2 separate regions of the Mus musculus genome follow, and region 1 is linked to region 2. Evidence: chromatin contacts called from public HiChIP or PLAC-seq data. All regions are on one chromosome and are shown on one strand. Each heading gives the region's core, a stretch centred on a gene start, on an enhancer-like site or on the middle of the called end of the contact. The rest is flanking DNA. Distances are from core to core; before and after follow the strand shown.

Region 1 (5,899 bases), core at 3,283-5,782, 130 kb before region 2:
CTTCTTTATGTTGATCTCATTGGTCCCTTATGCAAAAATCACCCAACCATTTCCAGTTTACATTACTGGTACAGAGTTAAAATAAAAAGCTCAAAACAAAGCAAAACCTCTCCCTTGCCCCTCTCCACCTATGTCAAGTAAAAGAACTTGTCCCCAGGTCATAAGAGTGGGAAAGCTGGCCCCATCTCTTACCACCTGCAACACTTGGAAGAGCTAACCCTGCTACTTTTCTGCTGTTAAGTCGTGTGTATGAAGGAAAAAAAATGCCTTCCCCCCACCCTTACCATGCTCCATACCACCTGCTACAGGTTATAGAGCTGGCCCTGTGGTCACGAGAACAGGAGACCTGTCATTGGATAAACTAGCCAAAGCAATGGTAGAGAGCTTCCCTGGTGCTGTGGGTACAGGAAAACTGGCACAACTACTACCCAGGCCCAAATCCAGGGCTTTGAGTTGATTCACTCCAACATCTGTCTCATCTATGAACCGCTGGAGAGTATGAAGAGACTGGTCCTACAGATCCAAAGCTACAGGATCACCATGAAACAGAGCATCAGCAGGATATCTGAGAGGAATCCCAGTGAAGATCCAGTACTGATATAGTATAAGAAGCCAGAGGCCTCGATCCAGACCAATGACTCATTGCAACATATATTTGCATGTAAAGAAACATAGACAAAGTGGATATTTTGGGACACACTAGCACAAATTACAGTTTCCACAACAAGATTTTTTTTTCCTTTGAAGGGAGGTTGCAAGGGTGGAGAGCAGATGAGAAGGGACAGGGAAATGAGTGGCAGTGGGGAGCATGAGGTGAAATCAAAACAGAATCAATAAAAAGTTAAATAAAAGCAAACAGAAAAAAAAACAATACAATAGGTGGCTGGAAAGACTGCTCAGTGGTTAAGAGTATAGGCTGCTCTTTCAGAGGAAGAGTGACTCGTAGCATGCACATGACAACTCATATCTGTAAATACAGTTCCAGGGGATCTTACTCCCTCTTCTGGTCTCCATGGATACCAGGCACACGAGTGATGTGCAGATCTATGCGCATGCAAAACATTTACACACATTAAATTACAAAATATTAGCCAAAATTTGCCCTAAAGTGCTTCGAAGGGATAAGACTGAGGGACAGGCAGAGAGGAGAAAGTACTCATGGGTAAGCAGTCAAGCGGTCCACTCCACATCATTGCTGCTCATTCCAATAGACTTTCTGGAAGATCACATATTGTATTGCAGACCTACCTACATAAGTGATTGAAGAAGGGTCCACTAATTAAGTCCCACTGCTGGGCTATGTGTACTTGGGATCTGAGTGGGAAACTTGTGTGTAGGTGATTACTGCAGCAATGACTGGGGGATGGGGAGTGTGAAGTAAGGTATAGCAGCTTATCATGTGGGTCATGAAGGTCTGACACATCCCACCAACTGCAAACCTTAGCTGTGTTATCCACTAAGGCTTTGCATTAAGGCTGTGTCCACCGACTACTTGACCCTTAAAAGCAACAGCTGGCTTCCTGAAATTCAAGAACACACATTAAGTTATTTTTATTTATTTGTATGTGTCTGCTTGTATGAGTATATGCCAATTTTGTGCTGATCCCCTTGAAGAAGGCATTAGATCCTTTGTAGCTGGAATTATAGTCCATTGTGAACTACCGTATGTATGTGATGGTAGGAGTGCTGCTTTGGAAGGATGCTTAGCCTATAAGAGATCTTGCTAAACAAATAATAAATGCTCTTTGTTTAGCCATTGATATTTGATGATTGGATGCTGTAATAGTACAAGACCAAAACCCCTGCATGTCATATTAATAAAACGCCTGAAGGAATTGACTATATTTCAAAGTTATACATTATTTAGAGTATATTTAGAGTATGCCTTTTTCAGTTTTGGAGATAAACCCTAGGGTTCATGGATGCTGAGAAAGAATGGTTGAGCTATACCTCTACTGCTCTCCTGTGAGAATCTAATTGATGATTCAGAGAAAAATATTCCAAGACCTCAAGCCCATAGAGGACTCCATGGCATCTTCAGTCCATTTTAGGTTGAAATCTAAATCATGACACAGTATATCATCTCTTCAAGTCTTCACATACAAGGAATACCAAATCACCAATGATATGTGTCTCATATCAAAGGCGTGTGTTTCATTGGCTATTACAATGGCTTTTTTTTTTACTTAATCAAACAATGATGTATTTTCCCAAGGGCAGACTTTTGAATCACAAAGCCTGTCATAAACCCATCTGTGTGGGAATGCTACCATAATTCATAGGTATTTTACAGAATTATAGCTTATAAATAGTTGATGTTAAATTTAGTCAGAAGTAGCATGGATTGAAGAGACAGGTAACACAATCATCCTGCTGGTTTTACAGTCTATTAGGAGGCGGCTTATACTGTCCCCATTTTCAGTCAGTTGAAGAAATTAGAGTGCGAGAACTTGGTGTAGTGGCTACCCAACTCACAAATAGTAGTTAATGATAAAGTCCAATCATTTTAAAACTTTAAGCAGACCTCCTTTCTCCGACATCAGATACCACCTACAGCTGAAACTAACATATATTTAATGAAAGTAATTGGACTGAATCCAATCTGCAGGGTCATGAGGCTTGAGATTCTAGATAGCTCATGTTAATCATGATATAGCAGTATAGCCAACACAAATCACTATATACCTTTTTCCTAAGGGTGATTCCTTAAAATATTGAACTCTTAATATGCTTCTAATCTAATTTTATTAATAAAAGTTTTAGTTAATAAAAAAAGTTTTGAGTCACACTCTTGGGTAATTTTACATTGCTATAGTAACACCTATTGCTTACTGTAAGACGGGCTGCTTTGGCTCCAGCATGCAGGAGGTAGGCATGATTACCTTGGTTTCATAATGTATCTGGTCTAAGTCATTCTGTTCATATAATGTAAAGTTGTCCAGAATAATAACCACATCAGGAATGCTTGCTAGCATTTTAGTCAGAGGCTTTCTAAAGGCCCTTTTCTGTACCTAGTACTTTATGTCACTTCACAGTTGTGCCAACAGACTTGAAGAAAACAAAAACCTGACAATCACATCACTGTGTAATAATACTTACATACAGTGTTTGAAATAGGTCAAGTTCAAGTGATTGTTTTTTCAAAAGAAAGAGTGTTAGCATCCCAAGTTGATCTTTGAACTTATGTCAAGGATTATCAGCTCCATTGACTCTTCCACTAGGGCACTGAGACGTTGATAAGGGTCTAAGTAAGTTCTGTGATGTCATGAAATTTATTAGTGACCAAGTGGCAAGGAGGGGTTAGAAACGGGTTTATTAATTTTGTAGTTTTCATTTGGTTAACAAATACATATTGTGGGATGCCCAATAGATTCCCTAGTTAGATTCTGGGTTGGAGTAGCAAAAAGAGGGTGTGAAAATACAATAAATGCCAACTCCCCCTTAACTTTGCTATCTTCAACCAGCAATGAAAGCATCTGTTGTCCCAGGAAGCTAGGTAGTGGTTTCTAGCGGTGTCCAAGCAGGAGTGGTTCTGTGACTCATTGAAGAGAAACAGCCTCAAGTGATTCTCAAGGCAGTGGGATATATTTGATTAGAGTTTTATGTATTTGGATTTGTTTATTTGAATATGGCAATATGGGGACCGACCATAGAGTAGCAGTAACTATTTTAGACAGAGGCAGAAGGTAGAGGCATCAATCACGTGAACAATGATGATGTCTACTTGTCATTCATATTTGCTTATTTGTCTGAGGAAGGGTCTTCATATCTATCCCAGGTTGTAACTCAAGATTCTACTGGCCCAGCCTCTCCTCTCCAGTATTAGGATTATGGGCCTGTGCTATCAAACTGGTACTTTTTCATACTCTAGCATCCATAAAACTTGAGCTGTGTTAGAATCAATTGTAAAAGAAACTTACAGGAGCTGAAGAGGAGGCTTATTAGTCCCAAAAGTTTATTGCTCTTTCAGAGGGCCAGAGTTTTAGTCCCAACCCTCAAATCAAGTGGCTCACAACCACCTGTAATTTCAGCTCCAGAGGATCAGACACCCTCTTCTGGCCTCATAGGCACAATTCAAACACACACACAAACACACACACACACACACACACACACACACAAACACACACAAACACACACAAACACACACACACACACAAACACACACACACACACACACACACACACACACAAAGAAGGAAATTTACTAGCCTTGGGAGTTTAGAGTAAGACATAATAAATAAGTGATAGCATTTCAATTAGCTTCACAGTCGAAAATTTGATAACAGGTTCTGGTAAAATAAAAGAAGAAATTATGCATTCATTTATTTTGTGTGCTTGGAAAATTGTGAAAGGGTTCAAGCAGCATATTGAAGTTGCTGAGGGAGGCCCTATTGCATGGGCCAACAACAACCAGTGAACGTTTCAGGGGAGTTTGTTTTTATTCTTCTTTGTTTTGCAACAGAGTCTCCCGAGGTAACCCAGGCTGACCTTGAAACCACAGTCTTCCTGCTTCAGCTTCCCAAGTGGCTGGATTACATGTGTAAATCACCACAACCACAGGCCGACTCTTGAAAAAGGATCTGTAGTATAAGACGGTGGTGTTTAGGAAGTTAAATTGAAAACAATGTGTAGCTATGATGAGAGTGAAAAAGAAGGCCACTGGGGAGTAGCTCCTGTAGTGAAGGAGGGACACAGCTGCACCTGCAAATACACGCTCACTTCACAAACCATCCTAAAAGTCACCATTTGGTATTTATGCCTCAGTTCTATAATTGGTACCTTGGCCATTTGAACTAGTCTCACTGTTAATCTGCAGTCTGTTATTAGAACTACCTATGCCAGGTGGGCTTTGATGGGAATGGCATGTGCAACTTCTGTGCATTTGTCAGGGTGGTCTTGTAGCTCATCCTTTGGGTGGGGCTTCCTCATCACCTCTGCCAAACAGCTTTTGCAGAGTTGCAGTAGCTTCTTCTTTAGAAGTCTGATACAGAAAATGTGGTACATTTACACAATGGAGTACTACTCAGCTATTAAAACCAATAGATTTATGGAATTCTTGAACAAATGGATGGATCTGGAGGATATCATCCTTAGTGAGGTAACCCAGTCACAAAAGAAGTCATTAGATATGCACTCACTGATAAGTGGATATTAGCCCAAAAACATAGAACACCCAAGATACAGTTTGCAAAACAAGAAAATCAAGAAGAGGGAAGACCAATGGGTGGATACTTCATTCCTCCTTAGAATAGGAAACAAAATACCCATGAAAGGAGTTACAAAGACAAAGTTTGGTGGTAAGATGAAAGGATGGGCTATTCAGAGACTAACCCACCGGGGGATCCATCCCATAAACAGCCACCAAACCCAGACACTATTGCACAATGCCAGAAAGATTTTGCTGAAGGAACCCTGTTATATCTGTCTCATATGAGGCTATTCCAGTGCCTGGCAAATACAGAAGTGTATGCTCACAGTCATCTATAAGATGGAACACAGGGCCCCCAATGGAGAAGCTAGAGAAAGCACCCAAGGAGCTGAAGGGGTCTGAAACCCTATAGGTGGAACAACAATATGAACTAACCAGTACCCCCAGAGCTCATATCTCTAGCTGCATATGTAGCAGAAGATGGCCTAGTCGGCCATCAGGAAGAGAGGCCCTTGGTATTGCAAACTTTATATGCCCCAGTACAGGGGAATGCCAGGGCCAAGAAGCGGCAGTGGGTGGGTAGGGGAGCAGGGCGGGGGGAGGGTATAGGGAACTTTCGGGATAGCATTTGAAATGTATAGAAAGAAAATATCTAATATAAATAAATAAATGAATGAATGAATGAATGAATGAATGAATGAATGAATAAATAAAAGACTGATAGAAATCAGGAGTGGCAGGACTCTG
Region 2 (5,295 bases), core at 830-3,329:
TGTTTTATTCCTCCTCTTATTCCTCCTCCTCCTTACCCTTCTCTTTATCTTCCTTCTACATAATATTCTTATTCAGAAAGAGTCTTTCTTTCTTTCTTTCTTTTTTTTGAGGATTTGATTCTTGTGGCTTTATTTTTTTTAAATTAGGTATTTTCCTCATTTACATTTCCAATGCTATCCCAAAAGTCCCCCATACCCTCCCTCCCACTCCCCTACCCACCCACTCCCACTTTTTGGCCCTGGAGTTCCCCTGTACTGGGGCATATAAAGTTTACAAGTCCAATGGGCCTCTCTTTCCAGTGATGGCCAACTAGGCCATCTTTTGATACATATGCAGCTAGAGTCCAGAGTTCCGGGGTACTGGTTAGTTCATTATGTTGTTGCACCTATAGGGTTGCAGATCCCAGAAAGAGTCTTTCTCTGTAGCTCTGAATATCCTGAGATTCACAATGTAGTACAAAGTGCCCTTGAACTCATGGGAATATGCCTACCTCTACCTCCCAAGTCCTGAGACATGCCTAAATTGAATTTCTTATTAAGGAAAGCAAATCAGAATGTAGCACTTGCTAAGAAATTGATTTGATTTGATATTGAAAAGACTATAGGGAAGGATATACCTGTAGCAGTTAGATTTCTAAGTTAAATGTCCTATCTTAGGAACTGGATATTCTAGATATGTTTCTGAAGATGTCCTTCATACTCTTAAATCCTTGCCTTCCCTGGATGTCCTCCTGAAGATGTGCCTTAGATCCACAGGTTCTTGCTTGCTCAGATGTCACTTTCTCAGAAGGTTCAATACTGAATTTCCTTTTAAAGTTGTGTTCCCAGTCACTCAGATTTATATTCCATGCTAACTTTTTCCTATAGCATCTATATTCTACAAAATTTTAATTAAAGCATTTAATTGTATGTAAAAAGTTACCCAGGCCTAGCGATATGGCTCAGTGGTTAAAACCATGGGCTGCTCTTCCAGGGGTCCCATGTTCAATTTTCAGCATCCAAGTTTGATTCTCAGCACCCAATTCGAGAGTTACAGCCATCTGTAACTATAGTTCTAAAGGATCCAACACCTTTTCCTGACCCTCTTGCACATCATGCATGCACATGGTGTACAGACATACATGCAAGTAAAACACTCACATAAAATAATTACATCTAACAATTTTAAAAAGAAAATTTTTAAAAAAGCCACTCTTGAAAGTAAGGATGGTTGATGGGGCATAAAGTTGGTTGGTTCAAACAAAGTAATAAACAACAACAAAGATACCTAATATAAAAAAAAGAATAGAAAGATGGAATTTATTAGAGTTGTTGTCAAGTGTCAAGTTCTGTGGTAGATTGCTTACTTAATATACAAGTAACCCTGCATTAAAGTACCAGCAACATCGGAGCGCAAAGAAGGTCTTTATTGGTTCGTATAAAGTCAGGAATAGTCATTTATTGAGATGGTGCACCCATGGTCTCACACATGTCAAAGAATATTCTGTTTCTTTCTTTTCTTCTGTTTGATTTCCTATTTATCCCTAGAAAATATTTTGTATGCAACATGAAGGATATGTGAATCTCTTGACGTACATTTGCTTCTGAATCAAAACATGTTATTAGAGTAAGCAGAAAATCGCACGATCACTTACAACCAGAGAGACATCTTACCACCTATAATCTAAGCACAAGATCTGTTAAAAAGGGATTTCCAGCCATTGCTAAGGACCTGCTCTCCATTCGATAACTGTAAGCCCTAGACTCCAATGACAGACAACTGCATTCTTTGAATGGTTGTTTTTAAAAATTGTTCTTAATATTAAGTAAAGTGGGCTCAGCTCTTTTCTCTGAACTGTCCTTTTCTACTGTGGCTAATGTACATTCCCGCCTGGAACATCATTTGAACCTCTGGTAGATAGCTATGTCTCCCCTCTGTCTCCTTTGACTTGAATGGATATCTCCAGGTTGTATGCCTTTCCTCACAGGCATTCCTTTCTAAACCTCTTATTTTTTGTTAGCCTCGACTGAACTACCTACAGCCTACCTTCTTAAAGGAAACATAGGCTCTGATAGCCTCATCTGAAACAGAGCCATTTCTTCAGAGAACAGGATCAGTTCTTTTGTTGAATTTCTCTTTTACACTGAGAAAGCCTCTTCAAAACTGACAGGTGGCTTTTGCGATTGCTTAACTGGTATTCCCCAGTTTTCCAGCTATTTGGAAATTTACCAAATGTCATCATCAGACCCCTGCACAGATGTACCAAATATAATGAAGCAATTATTTAAAAGAACATAAAACTAATTGTTTAAAAAAAATTTTAAACCTCTCCAAGTCGCTCCAGCTGTTAACTGTGACCTGTTTTCGGCAGGAAGTTTACCAGGGAGGAAGAATGCACTGTCTGCAGGTGTGAGTGCCCCTTGACATGGGTAACTCCAATTTTCTTTTTTTTTTTTGTTTGGCTGTTCATATTTCATTTTTTTATTTTTTTAATTCTTTCATTATGCATACAAGGACTTTATTAGGATGGGAAAGCAACTACTTTTCAAAGTTACAATAGATACTAAAGTGTTATAAAATTATAAAATTGGAAAAGGAGATCCCAATGGACATACATCCACCTGTCATTATATAATAAATGTGCTGATGATATTTTTATTGTTACAGGCTTAACACAATGTCAAACTGCTTCTTTGTGTAAAGGTGCTGTTCAAGGGAGAGCATGATGCAGGCGGCATTAGTACCATTGCATTTCCTGATAGTGCGATACAATGCATTGTCTGATTATCCACACAGGTTCTGTAACACACCACATCGCCATCCAGCCATACGTCTTTAATGAAACTTCAAACCTTTGTGCAATATCAATCTGCCAAAGAAAAGTAGTCCCTTTGCAGGTGATATAAGCAAACTCAGCTGCTTCCCTTTTAAACTTACAGTTTCATCTTCCACAATCAATCTAGTTGCTACGATTATCTCTGTGACAGCTGTTAAGTGGAGAGATGTTTAATTCTCCCTAGGTGTTATTATATACTTATTTTATGTTCATTTGTTTTCACTCATCTAACTGCTTCATTGGAATGAAATCTCCCCAATGGCTGCCTTGGGTTATGAGAACTCCACATCTCATCCCTGAATAAGTCTTCCCTGACCTGAAAAAAAAGGATTTTACTGCCCTATAAAAATAAATCTTTTCCTAGGTCTGTTCTACTACTTATGATTAGGTCCATATTTCCCAAGAAGGTATTCTAGTATGATGTAACAGTCTATGACAAAAGGGTCCTCGGATCACATAGGCCTGAGCCATGTATCTTAGTCTCTTTCTAGAAGATCACAATTCCCCAGTGAATAATGAAGACTTTTGAAAGCCTGCGGATGAAGAAAATCTACCCAAGGCAGTGTGCCTCACCCTCTGTGACTTGTGTATATCACCCACACCCACCTCTATTTCCCACAGGTGGCTCCCATTGACAGCATTTGACAATCAGTTGAAATGCTGCAACTCATAGATTTTTAACAATATTTCATATAAGGATGGCTTCTATGTGGAGCAGAGCTTTCTTTCTTTTTTATTAGGTATTTATTTCATTTACATTTCCAATGTTATCCCAAAAGTCCCCCACATGCTCCCCCATCCACCCACTGCCACTTCTTGGCTCTGGCATTCCCCTGTACTGAGGCAGATAAAGATTGCACGACCAATGGGCCTCTCTTTCCACTGATGGCCAACTAGGCCATCTTCTGATACATATGCAGCTAGAGACATGAGCTCTGGGGGGGTACTGGTTAGTTCATATTGTTGTTCCACCTATAGGGTTGCAGATCCCCCCAGCTCCTTGGGTGCTTTCTCTAGCTTCTCCACTGGGGGCCCTGTGATCCATCCAATAGCTGACTGTGAGCATCCAATTATGTGTTTGCTAGGCCCTGGCATAGCCTCACAAGAGACAGCTATATCTGGGTCCTTTCAGCAAAATCTTGCTAGTGTATGCAATGGTGTCAGCGTTTGGAAGCTGATTATGGGATGGATCCCTGGATATGGCAGTTTCTAGATGGTCCATCCTTTCATCTCAGCTCCAAACTTTGTCTCTGTAACTCCTTCCATGGGTGTTTTTTCCCCAATTCTAAGAAGGAGCAAAGTGTCCACACTTTTGTCTTCCTTCTTCTTGAGTTTCTTGTGTTTTGCAAATTGTATCTTATATCTTGGGTATTCTAAGTTTCTGGACTAATATCCACTTATCGGTGAGTATATATTATGTGAGCAGAGCTTTCTAAGTGCAAAAAAGTATATCAGTGGTGTTTCTTTACTGTTTAGGTTCTTTATGGAACATCTCTTCATTCAATAAATTTTTACATAGTGTTTGTTATTCTAGGGTGTAGGTATCAATCCAGAAAACGCAAATTTTCCATCTTGGTGATATTAGGCATGTTGCATTGGGAGTAGGTACACATTAATCTCTCTACAGATGAAGAAAATGATGCTTGGTGGTCTTACTGAAAGTTCCCCTAACATCACAGAGACATTACTCATCGTAGACAGATATCTGAAAACATATGTAGACCTCCTTATGAGGCTCCAGACTCCCAGGTGCTGACCATTGCTGCAGCAGTTACAGCTGAAACACATAGTAGATGACATCAGGGGAGTCAAACCCCAAACTCAGAGACAGCTCATCAACGCTATTGACCAGAAGATTCTTGATTACCTGTTAGAATGCCTTCAGAAATTACCTATAATAATAGGAAGAGTTGGAGCTAGAGGTAAATTCGTGCTAGTAAATTACACTCTTCTCTTTTGCAAGACAGTTTTGCATCAGCAATCTCATTCGAGGCTTTCATCCTTGGTGCCTAACCTAACTTTACTGAGAAACTTAATCTATATATTTACAAATCAGTGTCCTAAAACCCATCTTTAAGTTCCCATAAACCTCTTATTCTGCCTCTCACAGTCAAGAATATGCTACATACCAAAAATATCCCCAAATCTCTGGAACCTACCTGCTTCTCATGGAGATACAGAACAGGTTCTGACTTTGTATCCAACTCGCACAGCACTTTTCTTGTCCTCCAAGGCAGAAATTTTATTTGTATCTTAATCATATTATTGTATTAAAAGCACCCTTTGTTTTTGGAAGAGAAGACTGCAAGCCAAGTTTCCAGGTTTCTCCACATATATCAATAAAGGGATCACAGCCCTTCTGGTCATTATGATGTTACCTTTGTTCTTATAATTCATCCAATACATAAACAAGGGAGCTGTTGACACTTGCCTCTCTGACAGTGAATGAGAATTAATTATTCTATTTGCATGTTAAACA

Evidence for each region. HiChIP or PLAC-seq counts read pairs in DNA pulled down with a chosen protein or histone mark.
Region 1: an H3K27ac HiChIP or PLAC-seq map of double positive thymocytes shows a contact between it and region 2, with 2.5 times the contacts expected there. The contact joins two enhancer-like sites. A contact is called at or near these places in 1 of 15 datasets of contacts at CTCF or cohesin (thymocytes), 3 of 484 Hi-C or Micro-C datasets (cortical neurons and double positive thymocytes) and 2 of 115 datasets of contacts at active chromatin or transcription factors (double positive thymocytes and thymocytes).

The regions. Positions count from the first base shown.
Region 1 is chr17:52,447,529-52,453,427 of GRCm38.p6, reverse strand. No RefSeq gene overlaps it. Among named protein-coding and RNA genes, the nearest start is that of Gm41600, 150 kb to the right of the region's middle. Within about 2 kb of position 4,532, at least 26 of the 459 cell types and tissues checked have an H3K27ac peak or open chromatin away from gene starts, as enhancers often do. A contact at or near this core is called in double positive thymocytes, where this site is marked.
Region 2 is chr17:52,314,190-52,319,484 of GRCm38.p6, reverse strand. The region is part of intron 2 of Gm41600 (predicted gene, 41600); the gene reads right to left. Among named protein-coding and RNA genes, the nearest start is that of Gm41600, 12 kb to the right of the region's middle. Within about 2 kb of position 2,079, at least 8 of the 459 cell types and tissues checked have an H3K27ac peak or open chromatin away from gene starts, as enhancers often do. A contact at or near this core is called in double positive thymocytes, where this site is marked.